Linked DNA regions of Mus musculus: region 1 is linked to region 2. A link is a contact called in public Hi-C data. All regions are on one chromosome and are shown on one strand. The core of a region is the stretch at or near the end of the contact, and the rest is flanking DNA. Distances in the headings are between cores, read along the strand shown.

What was found. A called contact is a pair of places that touch in the nucleus more often than the background predicts.
Region 1: a contact with region 2 is called in a Hi-C map of the STO cell line, with 1.9 times the contacts expected there. The contact joins two enhancer-like sites. A contact is called at or near these places in 5 of 484 Hi-C or Micro-C datasets (3T3-L1-derived adipocytes, the STO cell line, adipose-derived mesenchymal stem cells and 2 more).

What each region holds. Positions count from the first base shown.
Region 1 is chr13:6,163,597-6,168,872 of GRCm38.p6, reverse strand. No RefSeq gene overlaps it. Among named protein-coding and RNA genes, the nearest start is that of Gm35615, 120 kb to the left of the region's middle. Within about 2 kb of position 2,797, at least 38 of the 459 cell types and tissues checked have an H3K27ac peak or open chromatin away from gene starts, as enhancers often do. A contact at or near this core is called in the STO cell line, where this site is marked.
Region 2 is chr13:6,056,186-6,061,877 of GRCm38.p6, reverse strand. No RefSeq gene overlaps it. Among named protein-coding and RNA genes, the nearest start is that of Gm46401, 140 kb to the right of the region's middle. Within about 2 kb of position 1,872, at least 101 of the 459 cell types and tissues checked have an H3K27ac peak or open chromatin away from gene starts, as enhancers often do. A contact at or near this core is called in the STO cell line, where this site is marked.

The DNA.
Region 1 (5,276 bases), core at 1,548-4,047, 110 kb before region 2:
TATTTGAGTCTCAAATTCTTTGTCCATTTTTTAGTGCAAGTATCAGGACCCTGTTTTTTGGAGGGAGATGTTGTGAGCATTAAGAAAAATTGCACATGTGGTACATCACAGAACATCATTTACAACTCATACATGATGTCACCTGTGACTGCAGTGATCCAGTGTGGAGCACCATATTATTGTTGATGCCAGTTGTTCATAGGTGAATGAAAGAGAATCTCAAATACTGCCAGCATGGATTGAGGAGTTTAGCTATCCAGTGAAATTTTGATGGGAACAAATAAATTGCCAGATACATTCCTGGTTCAATTAGTGAATCAATCAGCTCTATAGAGTGATTAGATACAGTAAAATAAGATGTTGGGCCTAGATAATATGCTGTATGCTCCTGGCAGCTACAGAAAACAGGGCTTTGCTCCTCTATTCTCAATGGGGTGCAGGGGTACAGGGGTGCAGGGCACTTGAAGAGGGAGGCTTTGTTTTATTTTCAAGTGCTTCTGAGATAAGACACAAATTAAAAATAAAAAGAGGAAAAGCATCTTTCCATGACTCCATCTCTCTGATTAATAGCACCATTATAATTCTGCCTCTGCTTCAGCATATCCAAATTGATATATAAACACACACAAATATATCGTTGGTAAAGTTCACTTAGCTTGGCCATTTCCAAGATTTTTAAATATTTGCTTTTATTGATGTGTGTCTGTGTATGCATGCGTACGTATATTGTGTGTGTATGGGGCGGGAAGGATGATATACTGTATGTATGCTGGTGCGTGCCAAGGCCTGAAGACAGTCTATAGAAGCTGCAGTTACAGGGAGTGAGCTGTCCAGTAAGGTGCTGGGATCAAAGCTTCAGTCTTCTGCAATAGCAGCAAGTGTGGTAATGGTTGGGCTATCTCCGTAGCACTCATAAACATTTGATGGGGAAAGGTCATGGCTGAGGCTGAAGACAGACCGAGTATAGCTCTGTATCCAATAAGGTAGGTTCATAAGCTATAATTTACAATAGGGCCAATGCATAAAGAAAGTACAGAGCTTCTGCTCCATTGGGAAGCACATTATTGTTTCTAATTATCCTTGGTTCTTTCTAGAAAATTGATACCCTGGTTAAGAGTCCAATCCTTGAAATCACACCCATCAAGCACAAAGATAATTTTACAAATGTCTAGATATTATATACCAGAAGCGACAATGAACACTGTACAACTGAAGATTTTTGCTTTGATTCAAATGTGAAACATCCTTCACAGGCTGGTGTCTGAGCACTTGGCCTCCAGCTGGTGTCACTATTTTTAGAAACTGTGAAACCTCTTGGGAGAACAGCCTAGTTAGTGGATGTAAAGCAGGCTGGGCAGGAATATAGTGATCCTGTGCATTATATGTCATAGTATGTGTGTGTGTGTGTGTGTGTGTGTGTGTGTGTGTGTGTGTGTGTATGATGTAGTCATCCTGTGCATTACATATCAATGCACAGGGAAAGGGGAAAATACAATAAAGCCTGTAAATAGTGGTGTTAGTGGAATTGCTGAAGGAAGGCATTTTTCTGTGAGTAAGGGAACCATGAATCAGATGGAAGAATTGCTTAATGATGTTGAGGCTTAGGTTTGTACAGCTGGAGTGACTGAATCACCTAACTACATAGATTTCCAAAAGCATCATGTTGTGTAATCTATCCCCAACTTTTCCTTCTGAAGCAAAACTTTCTAAAATAATTCTTGATTGCATAGACCTTACAAATCCAGCCTTTGTGTAAGAGACAGAGTAACACCACATTACATTGAAAACTAGGCATTGTTTCTATGAATATGGCATAGAGAATGTATAAAAATACATTTTAAGAGCTTATTTTGACATAACTGATTTTTTAAAGCAGTTTTTAGGGATTGGGTTTTATAAACGGGAGCTAATGTCACAGAATCCATAGTAACTTGTAGCTAGTGTTTTGATAGAGGCATTTCATTTGATCTTAGAAAGGTGCTCATTTGATAGTGAAGAAGGATCACTATCTTCCATTTCACTGGAGTAAACTGGAGCTTGAATAATTAAGTCACAACCTGAAGGTGGTTGTCTGACCCTCTGAGCCCTGTATCATCTATTGGCTTCTTCTACCAAATCTGTTATTTTAGTGTTCAGCTCTTTTCTTCTTTGTGTATTTAAAAAGGGGTAGTCTTCTACTCAGTCCTAAAGTCTATTATCTTATCTAGAAATTGACCACCTTTCAGAACACTTCCACCACAGAAGAAGTCTTTATTTCAAAATCTCTCATGAAACATCCTATGCTAAAACTCAGAGTTTCCAAGTGTCTGGCTGCTGGCCCAAAACATGGATGAAAAACAGTGGATAAGCATTGTCACTTCTGTCTCTGGCAGCATGGAGAAACAGACCCTGAGCTACTTTCAAGGAGTCAAATTTCCCTTGCTCTGAAATAGTCAAAGGAGAGCAGAAGGCTGGACCCGTGATGCTTCTGGATTCCCCCCATCACTACCACTCTGTCAACACCTCATTAAACAATTGCATTGACAGTGAGTTATATTTTTCCCCTCTAAGAAGTGCATGGACTTCAGAACAACCAGAGGATGCTGCGGGATGTGGTGATTTGAGCTTTTAGAGGATAACCATCCTCATGTTCTGTTCCATGGCTCTCTATTTAGAGTATTTAATTCTGGGACATGTCCCAGTGCTTTTCAGCAAAAGCACATTTTCAGGCCGCGAGAAAGCAGGCTGTGGATGAAACCACACTCATGGTTCTGACTCATATGGCTTTCCTAGGTGAAGGAATAGGAGAACGTGCTATCTTCACTTGCTCTTGGGAATTCCCAGTGGGAAATAACAGCAGGGAAAGTGTTTTTGTTTCCTGTTGAGTAAAGCTATCTTTCCTTAAGAAAGTGACTTTGTTGTGCTACTCCATGGAGAAAGGGTGTCTACTTGCTCATACATGAGTCACTGTATCAGCTTCTGCAACCCCCCTTTTCATTTATTTTCCACTTTAGGAACTTAAGCCCAAGGAAAACTCTGGAGTATGGAGGGCAGAATAGGCAGAATAGAATACAAGGAACTAGCAGTATAGAAGTGAAAGGGGGAAATGCAGTAAGTTTCAGGTGCTGCTGAGTCCCGAGATATTAGAAAGATGAGTTAGAATGGCCGAGAGCTTGCAAAGGAGTGCTAGACTTCAACACTACAACCATTTCTAGTCAAAGTTGACTATTTTTTTAAAGTATATGTGTATATTTGCATCTGCTATGTTCAAGGTGTGTATGCAGTTCCAGTGGAGACCAGAAGATGGTGGAATATCCTCCTCCCCCCCCCCCCCCCCCCCCCGGAACTAGGATTACAGGTAGCTGTGAACATGGGTGCTAAGAACTGAATCAAAGTCCTGGGCAAAGATGTGAGAATTCTTAATTTCTGAGCCCCTTCTCCAGCCCCAGTGTTGGCAATTCTTAGCCCTGTCCAAATTGGTATCTGAGAAGAGAGTATAGGGAAGTTCTTTAATATGTTGCCAATTGTTCTAGAAAAAATAATATAAACATGACTCATGCATGAATCCGCAAAAATAAACCTGTTGAGGCTGGAAACATGTTGGGCCACATTCCCTATCTGCTATTTTAGGAATTTAGTGTGGAGTTTGTCTGAGATTTTTACATTCTCTGGGCAAAATGGTATACAACCTCAAACCCTCTGAATCCATTTGAAATATTATGAGATAGATGAAAGAACATAAGCAAATAACTATGTGGTTTTTGAAAATCCTTTTATTTCTACACATGATCAATGGATACGATAAATAATCTCATTGTTGCTTAAAAACTCAGCACGACTTTAAAGACGTGGAACTTGTATGCAAATGTTATTCTACTAGCTAAAGCTTACCAACAAAACGAGGGTCTTGTCATCTCTGCATTATCATGAAATGAGTTTTTACAAACCTTTCATTGGCATGCAGTTTCTCAGTATTTTTGAGATCCAGTGTGAAGCTTTGAAAGAAGTATGCAATGGACCATGGTCACATGGCTGTAGGTTTTCATCTTCTTAATCCTGTATCATTTCTGCATGTCTGGGAAAGTCTTCTGGTTATTTTCAAATATGGAATCATTTGTAAACTGTAAATACTATTCATGATACAAATATCTGCAGTAATCTCTCTTGTTTCCTTGAAACTGTCATGCATTCCCATCTCTAGCCTCAGTGACCAGTGTTATTTCATGCACTCCCTCTCTTTTTCTCCCTGAAGACATCTGTATTTATTTCCATAAATGAATAACACACAAAGTTTTTATTTTTCTGTAAACCCAATATCACATCTTCAAGTTTCATCCCTACTACTATAAATGATGGGATTCCATTCTTCTTATAGCTTGATAATCTTTCATTATATACATGTACCACATTTTATATCTCTATGCACTTATTTATGGACAGATTGGATGATTCCATAGCCTGGCCCTTGTAAGCGCTGCTATACTCTCTTTTACGTGATTTAATTCCTTTAGAATATATACCAGTAATGGAATTGGCAGATGACATGATAGCCATATCTTCAATGTTTACAAAAATTGTTCTTTCATGAGTCTGAGCTTGGTCCTCTACATATACCTTATGGTTGTGTAGGTTGGTGTTCTTGTTCGACTCTCAGCAATGGAGTACCTGTGATTCTTTCGAATGTGCATGGGACTCTTTCCCTCACACTGGCTTGTTTTGTCCAGCCTTAATATGAGGGTTTGTATTTAGTCTGATAGTCTCTTCTCAAGGTGAATTAGGTAGATATGCCTGGATAGCATTCTTTGTTTTTCTTTCACACACACACACACACACACACACACACACACACACACACACACACACACACATACACACACACACACACACACACACACACATACACACACACACACACACACACACATACACACACACACACACACACACACACATACACACACACACACACACACACACACACACACACACACACATATATATATTTGGAAAGGAAATGGAGGAGGTGTGATCTAGAGGAGAAGGGAGATGATGGGCAGGGCAGGGGAAGACTACTGTCAGGATATAATGTATGAAAGAAGAACAAAAGTTAGAAAAATTGTTCTTTCACAATTTTATAGCCATATATTAAGTATTTTCATATTATGGTATCATCTTATGCTTAATGAGGTCAGGAATCTTGGAATGGGTCTTATTGTTGTATCTGTAAACCTACTATCTAGCTTCTTTGTATTTTAAAGAATTTTAAAAATAAAATTTGGTAAAGGAAAATGAATTGA
Region 2 (5,692 bases), core at 623-3,122:
TTGATGTTGGCACTCTAAAAGCATTAATTACTTGCCAGCTTTGTCCTGTCTCTTCCAAATCAAATAATCATTCCAACTAATCAGGATGTTTTTAGATGCTTGGAATTTTACTATGTAATAAAAACCTAACATAGTCTATTCCAAAGAATACTTGAGTAGACACGTCGCATATCCTTGTACGCAAGGTGAAGTCAGAGGTTCCCAAAGACTGCACAGTCAGTTCTAGGCCAGCCTGACCTGTGGGGGATTGTGGAAATCCACCAAAGTGTAGCATTCAACGAAACTCAAACAGTCAGCTCCAGAAAATGTCAAATGAAGGCCTGGGGCTGAAACTCAGCAGCAGAACACTTACCTACCATGCCTAAGGCCCTAGGGTCAAGCCTCAACCCTCATTAAAAAAAGAAAAAAATCTGTCTTAGTTATGGTTATTATTGCTGTCATGAAACATCATGATGAGAAACAAGTTGTGGAGGAAAGTACTTACTCAGCTTAGACATCCACATCATCATTCATTATTAAAGGAAGTCAGAGCAGGAACTGGAACAAGACAGAAACCTGGAGACAGGAGCAGATGCACAGGCCACGAAGAGATGCTACTTACTGGGTTGCTCCTGGGGCTTGCTCAGCCTGATTTTTTTTTTTTATAGAACTCAGGACCACCAGCCTAAGAGTGGCCCCATCCACAATGGGATGCACATTCACCCATGCATCACTAATTAAGAAAATACCCTATAGGCGTCCCTACATCCTTATCTTATGGAGACATTTTCTCAACTGAGGTTCCTTCCTCTCAAATGACCCTAGCTTGTGTCAATTGACATAAAACTAGTGAGCACAATGTCAGATAATTACCTGGACACAAGGCCAGGCATCACTATACTATTGTAGGAGAACAGAAGACCATAGAGCTTACCCAGCTCCTGCTTGACCATGTCTTGACGGTATAAATAACATTTATTTAGTTACATTTCTCTTTCTTTTTTGTCCTTCTCGGAATCACAAAATTGACTTTTGGAGCCCTGTGAATAGGGAAGTTTCTAGAAGGGCAGATCAGCAAAATGTGAGCAGAGGTACACACACATGCTGCTTGTTGATTGCTGACATAAAAAGGCCATATCCTCTTCCTTCAACCCTACTTTCCCTTCAGGAACGACCATGGAGTCTGGTATTGAGATCAGAGACCACAAGAAGCTTCCAGGGTAGTGATTCACATCTTAGAGAATCCAGTCTTAGCCAGCAACCCATACGGACAACAGATATTCTCTGAGCAAGAAATAAATGTCAGCTGTAAGGTCTTGAGATGAACTTCATACAGAAACATAACCTGACTTAACTTGAAAAGCCCTCACTCTAAAAAGCATTTTTCTGTCTGAAAAGCCCGTTATTAGATATGTAAAACGCAACCAATGCTCACAGCCTTTTCTAAAATGTACATTGCACAGTTCTCAGAGAGATAAAAGGAAGTGCTAGTGGAGGTGGGGAGGGGGGTGGGGTGCGAGGCTGGGCGTGGGGCAAGGATGCCAGTTCCCCGAAGGGAAGCAGCCAATTCCTCCTCACCCCTTGCCTTCTGTTAGCTCCACCTTGCTTGTACCCATTGTGAAAATCAGGCTTCTAAAGAAGATCTTACCTTAACGAAGTGCCCCTCCCCCCAGCTTAGAGGCAAAAGCTTAGAACAATTGGATTAAATGATTCCAGCTGTGGAACTCTAGCCTATGTGCAGTCTCACGTGTGCCTGCTGAGTAATTTGCTGACTGCAAATTCCTGTAAATCATGTAAGCTTCTGCCAAAAGGCCCAGATACACTGGGACATCCCCTGTCTGGCATTGCATCAGATGACCTTTGGCATCTGAAACACTTTTGTTTACAAACTGTGATCCTTTAAAATGTATTGAGTGATTAAAACCTGACCGAATTGGGGAAAGATGAGCTGAGAATTAACTTAGGGCTGGAGATCAGTTTGTTTGTTTAGTTCCTTGCATGATCTTGGCCAGGAGGATTCTGACATTACTTGGACTCCTGCAGCAAAGAGCGGGCTATCTGCCAGTCTTAGGAGTGAGTTGGAAAGCAGAATTGGTGTGTGCAATGTGGTCCTCTTACAACATTGCTGTCGACTTGGTATTCTTCTGTGAAATCCATCTGGAATGTTTGCAAAAGAAATGTGCTCTTTGCTGGGTTATTAATGAGAGGGCAGATTGACACCATTATTGTGATGGGCTTTATTAGCCAGCGTGGTGGTGTTTTCCTTGCAGAGTCTCAGCTATCTGAAGGTTAACTATGCAAGTGCATGTTGGCTGACTGGCGATAGCCTGTAATTCTTTCCTATTAGGCAATTTAAGCATTCTGCTCCCACTCCAGCCAATGCTTAAGAAAGCCCTAAAGGATGCCAGCTATCGACTTTAATCAGACATCAGAGCTTAACCTAATAAAAAATTGCTTTTGGGCCATGCATAATTAAATGAGCATATTTAGAAGTCAAAACACTGTATTTTCCATGGGAAATAATATTATTATAGTGATAGAAATATAAAATTATGAATTCCACAGCTGCACTAACATGCATGTCCTAGACGTAAACAAATAGAGAGAGAATTAATTTTAAATTTCCTTAAAATTTCCGGTGCCTGGTGAATTCTAAATAAATCCAAACCATCCCATATTAGAAAGGAAGTTTTTTGTGTTATTTTTTGTTGGTATGAGTTACATTGTTTTCTTTGTTATAATTCACTCAAAATGTGATTAAAAAATGAGTAGGCGGTAGCTATTACAACTAACAATATAACCTGGCATCGGATTTGATAAGAGAGAGAAAGAGAGATGGGACCTACTATGTAATTTCATTTACAGTAAGTGGTCCAAAACATCCTCACTCACAAAAACACATAGAGCATAAAATGGTTAAGTACCAGAAACCCAGGAGGCTACAGCCCCCTCCCCACAGGGGACACATAATAATGTAACATACAAATAACTCTTGTCCAGCAGGGAAACATTTCCCAGCAACACTCCACCTGGAAAGATGTCCTCTTCCCTCCCAAAGGCTACATTAAAAATCCTTTCCTTGAAATTCTCAACTAACTACAGTGAGAATAGAAGGCATTTTGAGGCTCACATACCTTTTCTACACTCAAACATTTTATTGGATAATTGGGGGAAGAAGTTTAACATACTGGAAGAACACTCATGTATTTATTTGTAGGTTAATTGTCCACAAGATCCTAGGCAGAAAGATGGGTCAATAGAGCCTACAAGGCCAGGAAATAAAAGAACAGTATGATGGCAAAGTCTCAGTAAAACTTTCAACATGGTCATGACTCCATACTTCTATGACAACTGGAGCTTTGAGGATTGCCTGGTCAATCTTTATAAAAACTAGCTACACACTATGGAGGAAAAGGTGTTTTCAACTCTACCTAGCCGGAGACATTGCCAACCCCCACTTATCACCTATGATTTAATCAAAACTACCCAATCAGACAACAAGAATCCCTTAGGATCCTTTTGTGGTGCTCTAATAGAAGAGCTGAGTGTGAATAACATATATAGAATGTAGATGTATCTCTTATGGTTTTAGAGCTTGGAGATTTGAGATCATGCAATGGTATTTCATTCTGTTGGTGGCGGGAAGACTTTCTTCTCTGGTGAAGGGGTTGTTGTGACTTCAGAGGGAGGGAGGTAGATGAGAAGAAAGAGAAAATGCTCTCAGTCAAGTACTTTTACAAGTTTGCCAATCACATAGGTTAAGGTGGAGCCCTGTGATGAAGTTACCTCTCGAAGGATGCCATACCAATACCACTGAATGGGAAGACATGTCAGTGTGATGTTCTGTGCAGATAAAAATATGCAAACCATTGCAGAGAAATCCATAACAGCCATAATGCTATAGGATAGTCCTGTGAAAATGGCAGAGGAAAACCAGAAGAGAGAACAAAAATAGATCAATAGAAGAAGAGGAGCCAATATGAACATGCCCCATGGCCACATTTGAACACGATTCCCACTTTTACTCTAGTGAGAAAAAGACACAGCTATCATGTTTGTACATTAGAATTTGCATCTGTAAAATGTTTTCAAGTATGGGATAATATTAAAGTTAAAGATTTATAATCACACCAATAATACTTTTCAAGAATGAATGTTATCTATGAGTTAATATTGAAAAAATCAAATATTATTCTCTCAACAAGGGAAAAAACAAAAGAATAAAACTATTCTAATACAACATGTGTCATGATCAAATGTAATTGATTTTAATTTTTTACTTTGCCTTATTTTAATATATAAAGATTATATATATAAATGTATTATTGCTTCTTATCATAATGCTTACCAATATTTTACATTCAACAGTGTTGTATTTGAATAGGAATATTTGAAGACCCTGCCTGACTCCAAGACCTGAGAAGTTCTGTAATTGACACAAAGGTATTAAGAACATAATAACAAAAATAGACTACTGCAACACAGTACAAATTCCAGGACAGAATCCCCCAACAGTTGCATGGTACTTCAGAGTGGAAGGTAAACATCTTCAAGAGGGCACAATGAAGAAGGAATGGATACAATTATACAGAAAAATAATTCTCAGCTACTCCCTCACACTCTAGAGAAAAACATGAGCAACTTCAGTGTGAAACTACAGCACAGTCTTGACCATCCTAAGAAAGCTAAGAATGACAACTAACACCAGTGCAAAGAGAAACCAGAACAGAAACACAAGAAATCTGTTCACTGTGGTTAGTCATGAGGGACATACAAAACACAGGTACCATGAGATACAACCCTGATAAAATAAGAAGCTGACACAGAAGAGGATGAGGGGGAAAGCCCTCATCACCGTAAGGGTGCAAGCAGTTCCAGCAGCAGGAGACCAGCAACCTCTTATCAAGGTAAACATACATCCAGCAGAGTAGCTTCTCAGGGGAAAATGTCCACAAAAATGGAGTGTTTTTAATCACAATAGTGACAAACAGAGCACTGTGATTTTCAGGAACAATTCTTTTTTATATAAACTGTAATCATGCAATAGAATACTCGTCAGGACTAAAAAGGAATGAACTTTGGAGGGAGGGTGTCTCATTGGTTAGGAGCATTCACTGCCCTCACAGAGGCTTGGAGTCTGATTCCCAACACTCATGTCCATCAACTCACCTGTAACTCCAACCTCAGAGCATCTGATGACTTCTTCTAGCCTCTGGGGGCACTGCACACACACATGGTGTACACTCATGCAGACACATAAGAACATAAATCTGCTTTAAAAAGAAATGAGTGAGAAACTCATACAACAGTGTGAATTCATTCCTGAGCACAGTCACATGACCTCCTTTATATGAACTTTGTGAAGAAAGTTGTTGGCAGTAGATATTGAGGATTTACTGAAAAGGTAAGATTGGGGGCGGGGTTCTTTAAAACTGTCTTTCAATCAGAACAGTGGTTATATGTATTCACCAAATACATGGAATTAGGTAATAGCATTGTGGTGGTTTGAATATGCTTGGCCCAGGGAGTATCACTATTAGGAGGTGTGGCCTTGTTAGAGAAATGTGTCACTGTGGGGATGGGTTTAAGACCCTCCTCTTAGCTTCCTGAGTATAGTCTTCTCCTAGTGGCCTTCAGATAAAGATACAGAACTCTCAGCTTCTCCTCCACCATGTTGCCTGGATGATGCCATGCTCCTGCCTTGATGATAATG